Linked DNA regions of Mus musculus: region 2 is linked to region 1. A link is a contact called in public Hi-C data. All regions are on one chromosome and are shown on one strand. The core of a region is the stretch at or near the end of the contact, and the rest is flanking DNA. Distances in the headings are between cores, read along the strand shown. Region 1 overlaps Kdm4b (lysine (K)-specific demethylase 4B). Region 2 overlaps Rfx2 (regulatory factor X, 2 (influences HLA class II expression)).

Region 1 (5,930 bases), core at 576-3,075:
CTGGTTCAGCACCATACTGGGTTTTGGATACATGAGGATATCTGCAGGTTGCAGTATTTTCTGAAGGTTCTCTGCATCTGTTGCAGCTTTGACTGGTGTGATTTGAGGGTCAAGGAATCTGAAGGTGGGGGTGTGTGCTGCCCTGGGCAGGTTCTGTCTAGTCTTCCAGAAGCTGCCCCTGCAGGTGGCACTTGAAGGAGCGGTGGGCTCTCATGCTCTCTATAGAAAGCTGTTCTTGCACTGGGGTCTCTGGAGGAGTGGGCACACTGTACAGCTGTTATAAGGCTTCCAAGGACAGTGCCTTGTATGGGAAATGAGGAGGCCTGTATTTGAAGGTCTCCCAGTCGTGCTTCCCCCTCCACCCTGTGTAATCTGCTATGACCACTATGGTTAGTCAGACCCTTTAGCCTAGCCTAGGGAAGGTAGCCTACATCAATTGCCCTCTAAGACCCCAAAGGACGGCTGGATCTGCTGGAGAGCTGCCCTGGCTTGGATCTCTATCAGCTGGTATGGCACTGGCTTCTGAGTGCCTTGCAGCCCCCATACTGAGGGAGCAAAGATGGTTCTTGTGCCCTACCCTAACTCTCTGCACCTGTGAGGGTGGTTCCTTCCAGTTGTCAGCTGAGCTGCCAGATCCCTCTGATGATGAAGCCAGCAGGAGGCAGCGCAGCTTGGAGTGGTTGTCTCTTATCTGGCTCACATTGCTGGTCCCTCCCTTGTCCTGCCTCTACTGTGTGGTAGACACCTGGGAGGTGGATGCTTTCCATGTGCCAAGTATTCCCTGCAGTGCTTTGGAAAGGCAGATGCCCCACAATGTCTGAGTTGAACTGATGTGTGCAAGTCTGTGAGCTGCTGCTGTCCCTGCTCTGACCTGAAGCCAGTGACTGTGATGGTCTCTTGGTGTGGGGACATCACCACTGGGGGGGTGGGAGTGGGGATGGGGGACTTCTTCATGGTCCCTGCACTGCCACTCTGTCCTCTCTAGAGCACCTGGCCATGGTGCTTGTCCTCAGTTGTCCTTGGGGTTTATGAGATTGCAGAGCTCTCTATAGAAGGAACCTCCTCCAAGGGTGACATTTGTCCCAGGTAGCTGCCCTGTGCTGTAGAGCCTAACAACAGGCTCTGTGGCTGTGTTGCTAATGCACCAAGTATGGCTGTGGCAGGATCTTTCTCTACCCAGTCCACATCTCAATGATGGCCTTGGCCTCTGTCCCAAGGATGCAATCACTCCATGTCCCCTGACCTATGTTGTCTCCGACATTGCAAGCATGTGAAGTCAGTCCACAGGCTACTGTGTGTTCCCTCCCTCAGGACTAGAAGCCAGGAGACCCCAAATGTAAGGTGATTGAGAGCCAGCCAGGGGCATTCTCCAGCTGGACTCAAAGCTCTGTCCTGTGGGGCTTGGCTCTCCAGCCATCGCAACCACTTGGTCCAGACACACAGAAGCTAGCAAGGGACAATTGTGTTATTCCTGGCCCAGTACCCCTTGCTGCCTTGTCATTGGGCCCTTGGCCTCACTCTGGCCACAGCTGCTCTGTCACCCTAATGCCATGGTTCTGGCCTTCCGCTTGTTGAGACTGCTGTACATCTCAGCCACCACTGCAGCCAGATAAGTAACTGAGGCTTGTGACGTGCCTGAGCTTGAACTGGGGCATTGGGCCCCTGGCATGCAAGATGAGCCCTGTGTCATTAGCCACCACGATGCTCTGATGATGACGGGCAATTTCAGGGAATCTGGTGCACACGGCAGGGTGCAGCTCTGAGTCACAGCCTGTGCCCATTAGCTCGATGAGCCGTCCTGCTTTGTCCTTTCCACAACCAGGCCTGCCGAAGACTTGGCTGTGGCAGGCCCTGCCTCGCAGCTGTGTTCCCAGGATCTGAGGGTCAGAGCAGCCAGCACACCATTTGCATGTTGGGGCTCATACAGGGTCCCACTTGACTCTCCCCTGCCTTTCTGTCTTCACTTAAAGAGTTTGCTTCTGGGCTGCAGAGCTCTGTAAGCAATGCTGAGCAGGAAGCCTTCTGTATTCTTTGCCTGAATCAGGGCTGTTAGCCTGCAGCAGTTTGTGAGGAGCCCCTCCCCACCCCACAGACTTGGGGAATTGGAGCTGAGTTGGGCTCTTGAGCCAAACGGTGAGCTGGGGTGGTGGCCCGTAGCTCTTTCTCTTTGGTTTTTATATGGCCTACTTTTTTTGGTTGGGGATTCCTCTCCCTTCCACCACCCTTTTCCTCCCCCTCTCTGTCTCCTTTCTTCTCTCCTTTCTTCCTCTCTCCTCTGTCTTCCTCTCCCTGCCCCCTCCCCTCCCTTTTTGTCTTCCTCTTCCTCTCTCTGTCTACTTCTTTTACTTTCTGTCTTCTTCCTCCTCTTTGTCCTCTTCCTCCTTGTCTCTGTCCTCTTCCTCCCTCTTCCTGTTCCTCCCTCTTTTACCTGATAGTGCAGGTGGATCTGTCTATGGTGAGCCAGCACTGCAGCTTTCCCAGGAGTGGACCATGCGCTATGCAGAGTTTTCAGTGTCTTACACAGTCCTCCTAGCTCCTCTGGGCAGCCTGTTATCTGACTTCCCACTTTCCTTCTTGCTCGCTGGCCTTGGTGATGTGGAGTATAGTGTCTGTGGTCCCTCCATCACAGACTGGCCATGCTAATGCTGACCTTGACTGTGTGGCTCAGGTCGTCTCCTGGGTATTCTCTCCCAGCAGGGCATTCTTTAATGTCTGCCACACTGTACTTTGAGGTGAAATAAACTCTAAAATTAAATGTTTTAATTCTCAGAGAAGTCAAGAGAGGAAGAAGCAGGGTGGCCCTGTGCTAGGCCGACAGTTGGACCCAACACTGTCTCTTTTTCAGGGTGCCTGGTTCCTTTCCTTCTTCCTGGAGAGGAATCACAGATGGAGCGTGGGCTCTGTGGTATCTGTGTGCCTGGGGCTCTGTGGCTCAGAAGTGGAGTGTATGAACCCTTTGGGCTCTCTAGGCAGCCTACAGTAGCCCCTTGCCTTCAGGCTGTGTGGGAACACCCTTGCTTTCTGCAGCCCTGACCTTGGAGGGGCCATCTCCTGATGAGGCCAGACTCACCCCAATGAGTTTTTAATAATGACTTATTTTTATTTTATGTGCATTGGTGTTTTGCCTGCATATGTGTCTGTCCAATCCCTGGAACTGGAGTGAGCTGTCATATGGGTGCTGGGAATTGAATCTAGGTACTTTGGAAGATTAGCCAGTGCTCTTAACTACTGGGCCATCTCTTTATCCCTGAGCCACTGAATTCTTTGCAGGCTCCCGGTAGGCCATGGAACCCCCTCTTTCTTACTGTGGAACGAAGGATGGGGGCCTAGGTGTGTGTTCATGTGTACTCTCCATGTGTGCGGTGAACTGCTGTGCTCTGCAGGAGCCCTTGAAGTCCCATTGCCCTCTCTGCACACAGTGCTGCTGTCCTGGCTTGAGGACTTGAGCTACCCCATTTGTCTTTGAACTCCATACACTCCATGTCCCTGGGCTGCGTGGCCTGGGAAAGGCCATTGCTGAACTTTGTATAAACGGTTCAGTCTTCTCTCCAACCATATGTAAAAGCTTGATTGGCATACTTCCTGTTGGGAATTCACCTTTGCAGGCTGTCTCAGGCTCAGTCACCTGCTGGTGACTTTTGGGATGTCCACATATAGGTCACACCTCTTTCAGGTGGACAGACCTCAGAGAGACCTGGGTGACCACAGGCCTGCTGTCCATGCTGCCTACCATGCAGGCCACAGTGTATAGCACATAGGTCCTGGAAGTGTCTCCTGTCTCCACCCATATTCTCTTTGTTCTGAGCAGCCCCCCTCCTTGTTCTCAGAGGACCTGCCCCTAATTCTTTGTTTTTAAGTTTGAACACAGTGATTGGGCAGAATCCTGAGCCTGGCTTAGGAGACCACTGACACAGGGTTACTGCATCAGACTGTGAGTCCAGGCTGATGGCTGTGTACAGGACTCCTGTTGTCTGGGACATGGTCCAGGGTATTGGAAGCCTCTGCATGTCCACAGCTCCAAGTCCAAAATGGTGCCTTTTCTGTACCCCACTCATGTCCACCACTAGGCCCTTACTAGCTCTGCACCATCACCAGGACCTGCCTCTCGGATTCTCTCCTGTGAACCTTTCCCAGACTTTGGGCAGTGCAGAGTAGGTGACATTTAAGTTTTGGTCTTTGTCCTTCACTAAAAATCCATGGGGGTGGGGGTGGGGGTGGGGGTGGGGTGGGGGTGGGGCCCCACACCTCATCTGAGCATGCAGCCTCTGCCTCATCTGAGATTGTTGGACACAAATGTGACAGTGTCTAACCTCTTCCCTGGGTCCCCAGGGAGATGTGACAGTCACAGATATCCATCCACCCCTCCCCGGCTACCCAGACACTGTTCTTCCCCATACCACCAGCTTCCCTGTGGGTGGTTGGTCCTCCTATCTCTGAGGCTCTGTGTTCTCCAAGCTAGCTCTCTTGATCCCCTGTGTGTTTCAATAAAAATGTCATTACTAGAAGCCATTGACACCGCTGGTGTGTGACACCAAATTCTACCGCCCATTGTCCCAGAAAACGATCCATTAGAGATAAAGCCAGTGGCTCAATAGTCTCCATCCTGGGAGCAGCCTCTCCCATTCTGGCTGCTGCTATCTTTGCTGCAGTTTGTATTGTCTGTCCCACCTGCACAAGCGATAAGACGCTAAGACGCTAAGACGTGGGGATTCCCTGGTGGGAATGGGCAGACCTCACTCAGTGCCAGCCAGGTCAGGTGGTTCCTTACTGGAAATCCCTTTTGGGTTAGGCAAACTGAAGCTCTTTTTGTGGGAGTGATCAAATTGGGGTACATAGAAGCCTGGTCCCTCATATGGAGCTGCTCACAGCCCCATGTGTCTTTCCCATGTGTGTCACATCCTCTCCATTGGGTGGGCAGTGGGTGTTGACAGTCTGTTTGCCAGCCTGCCTCTGATGCCTGGGTTCAAGGGCACCTTCATTTAACACCTGTCTGTCCAGGTTTTGCTCTGACCTGTGGAATCCCTCCTTTTGAGACTCAGCTGCAGAGGCCTCCTGCTTGGTCACACCAGGAAGTCACCTGCAGTCCCATATGCTCTCTTTCCAAGGTCTCCCAGGCTGTGGCCAGGGCTGTGGGAGCCACCATCACTTGCTCTTTGCCAGTGGTATGACCATAGGCCTCAATGAGACCCTGTGGGAGGGAGTGTGTCTACCATTCTTGTCTGCATTCCTGTTGCTGGGGACACAGAACAGGTGTCTCTTGGACCTGACACAGTGTTGGTTTCCTTCTGAGTGCCTTACTTTAGATCCCGGGTATTTCTTGTAGCCCTGTGCTCTGAGTCCCTTCTGCTGTTGGGAGTCTCCATGTGCTGGGACTTGGCTCAGGTCTGCAAGGTGCTGGCTACCTTTCAGCCTGTTCCCTCCGGTTGTTGACTATTCCTTGAGCATTCCTGACTTGTTCCTGCTGTATTTCATTGGCTAGTGTCTCTAGTGTGGAGCTAGCTAGAGAAGGTGTCTGTGAAGGCCACTTACTCTGCTCTGGATCACCTCTTCAGTGTTGCCCTTTACTACTGTAGGGACACTTGGGGACAGTGGCTTTCCTGTCCTGGTTGGCCGCAGACTTTATGTGCAGTGCTTTGCTGTCTGGTTTTCTTTCTTTCTTCTTCTTCTTTTTTGTTTTGTTTTTGTTTTTTTGAGACAGGGTTTCTCTGTGTAGCCCTTGCTGTCCTGGAACTCACTCTGTAGACCAGGCTGGCCTCGAACTCAGAAATCCACCTGCCTCTGCCTCCCAAGTGCTGGGATTAAAGGCGTGCGCCACCACCGCCCAGACTTCTTCTTCTTCTTCTTTTTTTCCTTTTCTATTCTTCTTTTGACATAAGATCTCCCTGTGTAGCTCTGGTAAGCTCAGAACTCACGCTGTAGACCAGGCTGGC
Region 2 (5,472 bases), core at 499-2,998, 450 kb after region 1:
AGGAGTTCAAGATGAGGAGTCTAAAGCCAGCCTGGGCTACAAACATAAAACAAAAAGTATTCTGTAAGAAAAATCTTTTGTGTATACACACACTGGAATGAGTAACTAAGCTGATGAATGAATAAATCAAATTCAGTGTTTTAATCCGACAGAGGGGAGGACGGCTCAGTCAGCAAAGAGTCCTTCAAAGGCTCAAGGACCTCTCAGTTCTGAGCCCAGAACCCAGTAAGAATCTTGGAGTCTCAGTGACTGTGAGATGGGAGGTGGAGATGGGGCAGGGGGAGTGTTCCTGGAGTTCATGGGCCAGCCTGGGCCACAAGGTGAGTTTCAGGGCAGCCTGGACTACTGAGTGAGGGAGGCTCTGTATGAAACAAAACTTGTCACCAAAGACTCACAAGAATGTCTGAAATGAACAAATCTAGTAACACCCAGTTGCTTCCATTCCATTCCGTGTCTGAACAATGGACACCTCATTCATACAAAGAGACAGACAGACAGACAGACAGACAGACAGACAGACAGAAACACACACATACACACATACACACACACACACACACACTAGGTGTGGTTGATCATGTCTTTGGTCCCAGTACTAAGATGGGCTGGGGTGGCCCAGGTCTCAGGTGGGAGAGATGATAACAGCCAGTGATGGCTGGTGGGTTTGTTGTTGGTACTGCTGCATGGTGCATGAGGTTTCCATGAGGGAAGTTCAGTGGGCCCACAGGTACTAGCCCTGAGGGACACGTGGAACATGTCCCCTGCCCAGGCTGGGTCTCTCTGTCCCTGTACTCAGCATGGGAGTCCTCTGTGGCTACTGAGTCCTCACAGTATGCACCACCCTCCTCACTCAGGAGCTGCCCAGGTTGTGGGATCAACTGTCAAGGAGCCCAGAGCTGAAGTTCAAGTGTGCCCTCCTCTCCTCATTCCACCTGAACCTCGGGATGACACTAGTGGCTGGCAAGCCAGAGAGAAGCTGGGATGTATCTGAGTCAAGTGAAAAAGTTAAAGGTTGTCATTCAATAAGGGAAGGCCACAGATGTCAAACTGAGGTTGATAAGCTACAGTTAGGTGTGTCGAATGTGTGTGTACGTATATGTGCATGCATTTGCTGCATGGGTGAATGTGTGTGTGTGTGCTTGTGCATTCTGGTGTGTACTGGCTGGAAGGACTGCAATAGCAATGGTGTGGCTGAGCTTGCTGGGCACGGGAGTCTTGCTCACTGGCCCTCTGCTTCTCTGCTTGGTTCTTTGCCTCTCCTGAGTTCTCTCCTGGGGGGACCTGGCTTTCTCTACCTGTCCTCACCTGATTTCCTCCCCTATGGGGGTCTCAGGAACCTGAGAGCACTCTGTCATCCTGCCTCTCTGAGCCTGGCTCATGGTTCCCTGGTGACCCAGCTCTACCACATACTGCCAGTCAATGGTCCAAAAGAAGGCCTCAAGTCTCCCCAAGACCAGCCTCTAATCCAGTCTGTGCATTTGACCTTGAACTTGACAGAGTGCCCAAGTGGAGTTGCTGGATGGCAGATTGCAGTGGCCAGTCTCCTGCTGTCTCCAAGGACTCCAAGAGGCAGGCACAGGCTGCAGTGCGCTGGGGTCTGGCCTGGCGCCAGGTGGATCTGCTGGGGAAGCGCCCTTTGTTTACAGGGGGAAAAAAAAATCTTGGGTTGCCTAGCAACAAGTGGGCAGGCAAGGAAGGGCAGGGAGGCTGTGAGCCATTTCTGGGCTGGGTTCCTGGCTGTCCTGACTCACTGTGACCTTAAGCAATTTCTCTCTCTTTTATCCCCACCCCTCTATCCACCCATCCAGGGGTGCTGTGACTCTGTCACTTGCCACTTGGTTAAGCTCTGCTGTGGGGGAATCAAGCCTCAGTTGGTCTTTGTTAGTCTTGGTGGCAAGACTGGCACCTGAGTCCTACCCACCAATGCAATTTGTATCCCTGCTCTGAGTAGGGGGACAGGTCCAGCCAGATGGGCCCACACTCCAGCTCCCCTACAGACAAGTTCTCTTGGTTCCCTGTGACCTGAGGTCTCAGGAGTAAGTGGCCTGTGTGTGACACTGGGCATTGGTGACCTGTGCTGGGGGCTGCCCTGCTTAGCATGGACCTGAAGGTGATGCTGGCAACTGTAGCGGCTGGCCATGGTGGCTGCATCTTGTCTCCCTCCCCACTGTGGAACTGAGTTCTTCTCTTCCATGCCCCTGAACTGCCTGCCTCTTGGTATTCATCAGGGTTGAGAGAGCTGAGCACTGTTCATGCCAGTCACACTGTGTGACAGTCACCCATGTCCCCAGGAAGGGTCAGGGTCCCCAGGGATACCAAGAAACTCAGCATTTTCTGGCTATCAACCCTCTGAAGCCTGAGGTTGAACTCACACAGACACCCACACACTGAGTGGAGAGAGGGCTCAGAGGTCCAAGGGCGGGGGCGCCCTTGCCAAGTGCCGGCCACCCTTGTAAGATTTCCTTCAGCTGAACTTTTGCAGTGCCTGAAGCCAGCCCTGTTTTTGCCATTTGGAGACTGGGTCTCCAGTAGGCCTGAGTTCACTGAGTGCTGAGGTTGGCCTTGAACTCCTAACCTCCAGCTTCCACTTCTCCAGGGCTGCAGTGTGTGATAGCCGTCACCACACATGATTTAAGGGGTGCAGGGGATGGAACCGCCTATTGAGCCCCATCAGTTTGCCTCTGGCACAGGTGGGTTTCCAGTTGGAATTGGCAACTAGTTCCCCACTGTGAATCTTCACATTCCATTTCTTTTTCCGGCCTACAAGGGGGCTCAGTGGGTCAAGGCACTTGCCACCAAGACTGACAACCAGGCCCATGATGGATGCCAGCTGTCCTTTGGCATGCAAGTTGTGATACAAGTACCCTTCAACTCATACACAACAAATAAATACAACAAAGAAATAAGAGTTTCAGAGGGGTCACACGGCTTGCTTTCTGTCACAAGGGAGCAGCTCTGGGAAGGACCTGTGCCTGCAGAGGCCCAGTGACAGACGGAAACTTCAGTGACTGGGGAGTTGGAATGCTGCAGGTCCTGGGCCTAATTCACTTTATATCGGGCTAGCCTTAGCCTCCTAAGTAGCCATTTCTCACTCCTCTGTATCAGACTTAACATCTAGACTAGAGATAAAAACCCTCTGGGATGTTATCACTTAGAGAACCCCAGTTACCACCAGCCCAGAGGCTGAGTCCTCAGGGTGTCTGAGGCCCGCAGCTGTACTTCTGTCCTGTGCGGTGGCTGACACTGGGGTCTCCAGCAGGGAACGTAGTGCATCCTCAGTTACTGCTTTGTCCCATTATGGCAAAGCTCCACTGAATAGCCTTCATGCTCAAATGAGGAACTTGAGGTCAGCTAACTCTGTGCTCCTGGATTCTCAAGTTTGCTCTGGAATAAACTCACCCCATGTGAGTGGAGAGCCATGGTTTTATGTCTACATGGGGAAAGTAAACTCACCCGTCATGTCCGGGTGCTCGGAAGTTACCAAGGTGGTGACTTGGGACTGGGGTAGAGCTGGCGGCTGACAGTGCTCTGCCTTCAGGGAGTGGGTGTCAGAGGTGTCACATGGACATGCACAGACACACAGTGCCCACCTAACATGGCTCAGTCACTCCCAGGACAGCACCATTTTGTCCCTGTAGACAGATGCCTGTCTGTAGCTGCACCCTGGGTCCCAGGAAACTGGCTAGCTCTGGTTTTCACTGCACACGAGGCTCAAGGCATGTTCACCCTGACTAACTCCCTTATGCCTCACTATGGGTTCCTCCACAGTGTACAGCCCTGAGGCCTGAAGCTACGCCACTCCCTCCTGCCCACCTGGACCTGTGCTCTGTCCTGGTCCCATCATCCCTTCCTCTTGCTCACTGCACCTTGACCAGGGGAACCAAACTGTGGATGGCAGCTGACAGCCAAGGACAAGATGGAGCAGGAGGCACTGTCCCCCATCCCTCCTGCCTGTGGGCAGTCACAGCACAGCTCACAGGTCTTCCCTCTGCCCCACAGCATCTTCTGGGCTCTGAGACTGGTGATGATGGGGGAGGGTATAGCTAGTGTTTACTCAAGTGGCAAAGCAAGCACTTCCATGGGAAATTAAAAAACAAAAAGCAGTTAGGCCCAATGAGATGGCTCTGAGCTCTGATGTCCTGATTCAATTCCTGAGATCCACATGGTGGAAGGAGGGAACCAATTCTCAAAAGCTGCCCTCTGACCCACCCAAGTGAGCTATGGCATGCCTGTGAAGATATACATACACTCACATAAATAGAACATGTAAGATAATCCACTAAAAAGGTGCTGTGTGTCTACTCTTATAAGCCAGGAGCTCACACAGCCCAGGCTGACCCAAGCTCATGATGTCGGTGAGGCTGGGCTTCGACTCCAGGGACTCTACTTCTCTCCTCTCTGCCTCCCAATCACTGGGGTGACAGGCACGTGCCACTGCACAGAGAGCACTAGATCTTAGCCATGGGTTGGGTATGATGGAGCAGAGCTGCTGGCTTGTCCTTCAGTTTTTCATACACCGAGCTTGCTTCCATTTTTATAGGACACTGTCACATTCAGTGCTGGGAGCAACCCTGAAAGTTCAGAAACCTGTTGAAATTCTTTTAAATGTCCCAGACACAAGCTGAGTCACTATAGCTGGGACACTGGGCCCCCAGGCAGTGGTGGCGCACGCCTTTAATTTCAGCACTTGGGAGGCAGAGACAGGTGGATTTCTGAGTTCGAGGCCAGCCTGCTCTATAGATTGTGTTCCAGAACAGCCAGGGCTACACAGAGAGACCCTGCTCAAAAACAAACAAACAAACCGCTGAGACAGTAGCCACTCAGCATCAAATGATAGTCTTCTGAAAAGTAGGGGGTGAGTGATGTACAGAGGAAGTTAGTGACAGGCTCCAGGGTGCATCGTGGGAGCACCCGAGACCCAAGTAAAGGTGGCAGCCAAATCCCCTCAGAGCAGCCCTGCTCCCAAGTCTGGATTTATAGCTTCTTGTGGGGGCAGGGTGTCTGAACAGAACTCAGGCCAGTGTTTACCTCAGCAACGGGGCCCTGGGAAATAGTCCCTGTCCCTAGCCACAGGGAGGAGTAGGAGGGCGGTGGGTCTGATCCTGATCCAGCCAGGGCTGGAAAGCGGCCTGCAAGAGGCACCTGTCGTGAGCCTGCCCCAGCATCTTTGGTGTACCCTATCAGATCACTCTGGGATCCCAGTGTCAGGGGGGATCCCAGCACAGGGGATCAGAGTGTTCTGGGTTCAGGTTCCAACACCAGCCCGTCCCGAGTGGGAGTGTTTTGGGGGCTCTGCTCTGCTTTGTCAGCCATCAGAGTGGCCCAGATAGAGACCCTAGAAACACAGGAATTAAGAGTTTCTTTAAACGCCTTTAATCCCTGCACTCAGGAGGCAGAGGCAGGTGGATTTCTGAGTTCAAGGCCAGCCTGGTCTACAGAGTGAGTTCCAGGACAGCCTGGGCTATACAGAGA

What was found. A called contact is a pair of places that touch in the nucleus more often than the background predicts.
Region 2: a Hi-C map of the N1E-115 cell line shows a contact between it and region 1, with 8 times the contacts expected there. The contact joins two enhancer-like sites. A contact is called at or near these places in 2 of 484 Hi-C or Micro-C datasets (the N1E-115 cell line and embryonic stem cells).

What each region holds. Positions count from the first base shown.
Region 1 is chr17:56,358,851-56,364,780 of GRCm38.p6, forward strand. The region is part of intron 5 of Kdm4b (lysine (K)-specific demethylase 4B); the gene reads left to right. Among named protein-coding and RNA genes, the nearest start is that of Gm32715, 27 kb to the right of the region's middle. Within about 2 kb of position 1,826, at least 77 of the 459 cell types and tissues checked have an H3K27ac peak or open chromatin away from gene starts, as enhancers often do. A contact at or near this core is called in the N1E-115 cell line, where this site is marked.
Region 2 is chr17:56,808,808-56,814,279 of GRCm38.p6, forward strand. The region is part of intron 1 of Rfx2 (regulatory factor X, 2 (influences HLA class II expression)); the gene reads right to left. Among named protein-coding and RNA genes, the nearest start is that of Gm41604, 18 kb to the left of the region's middle. Within about 2 kb of position 1,749, at least 129 of the 459 cell types and tissues checked have an H3K27ac peak or open chromatin away from gene starts, as enhancers often do. A contact at or near this core is called in the N1E-115 cell line, where this site is marked.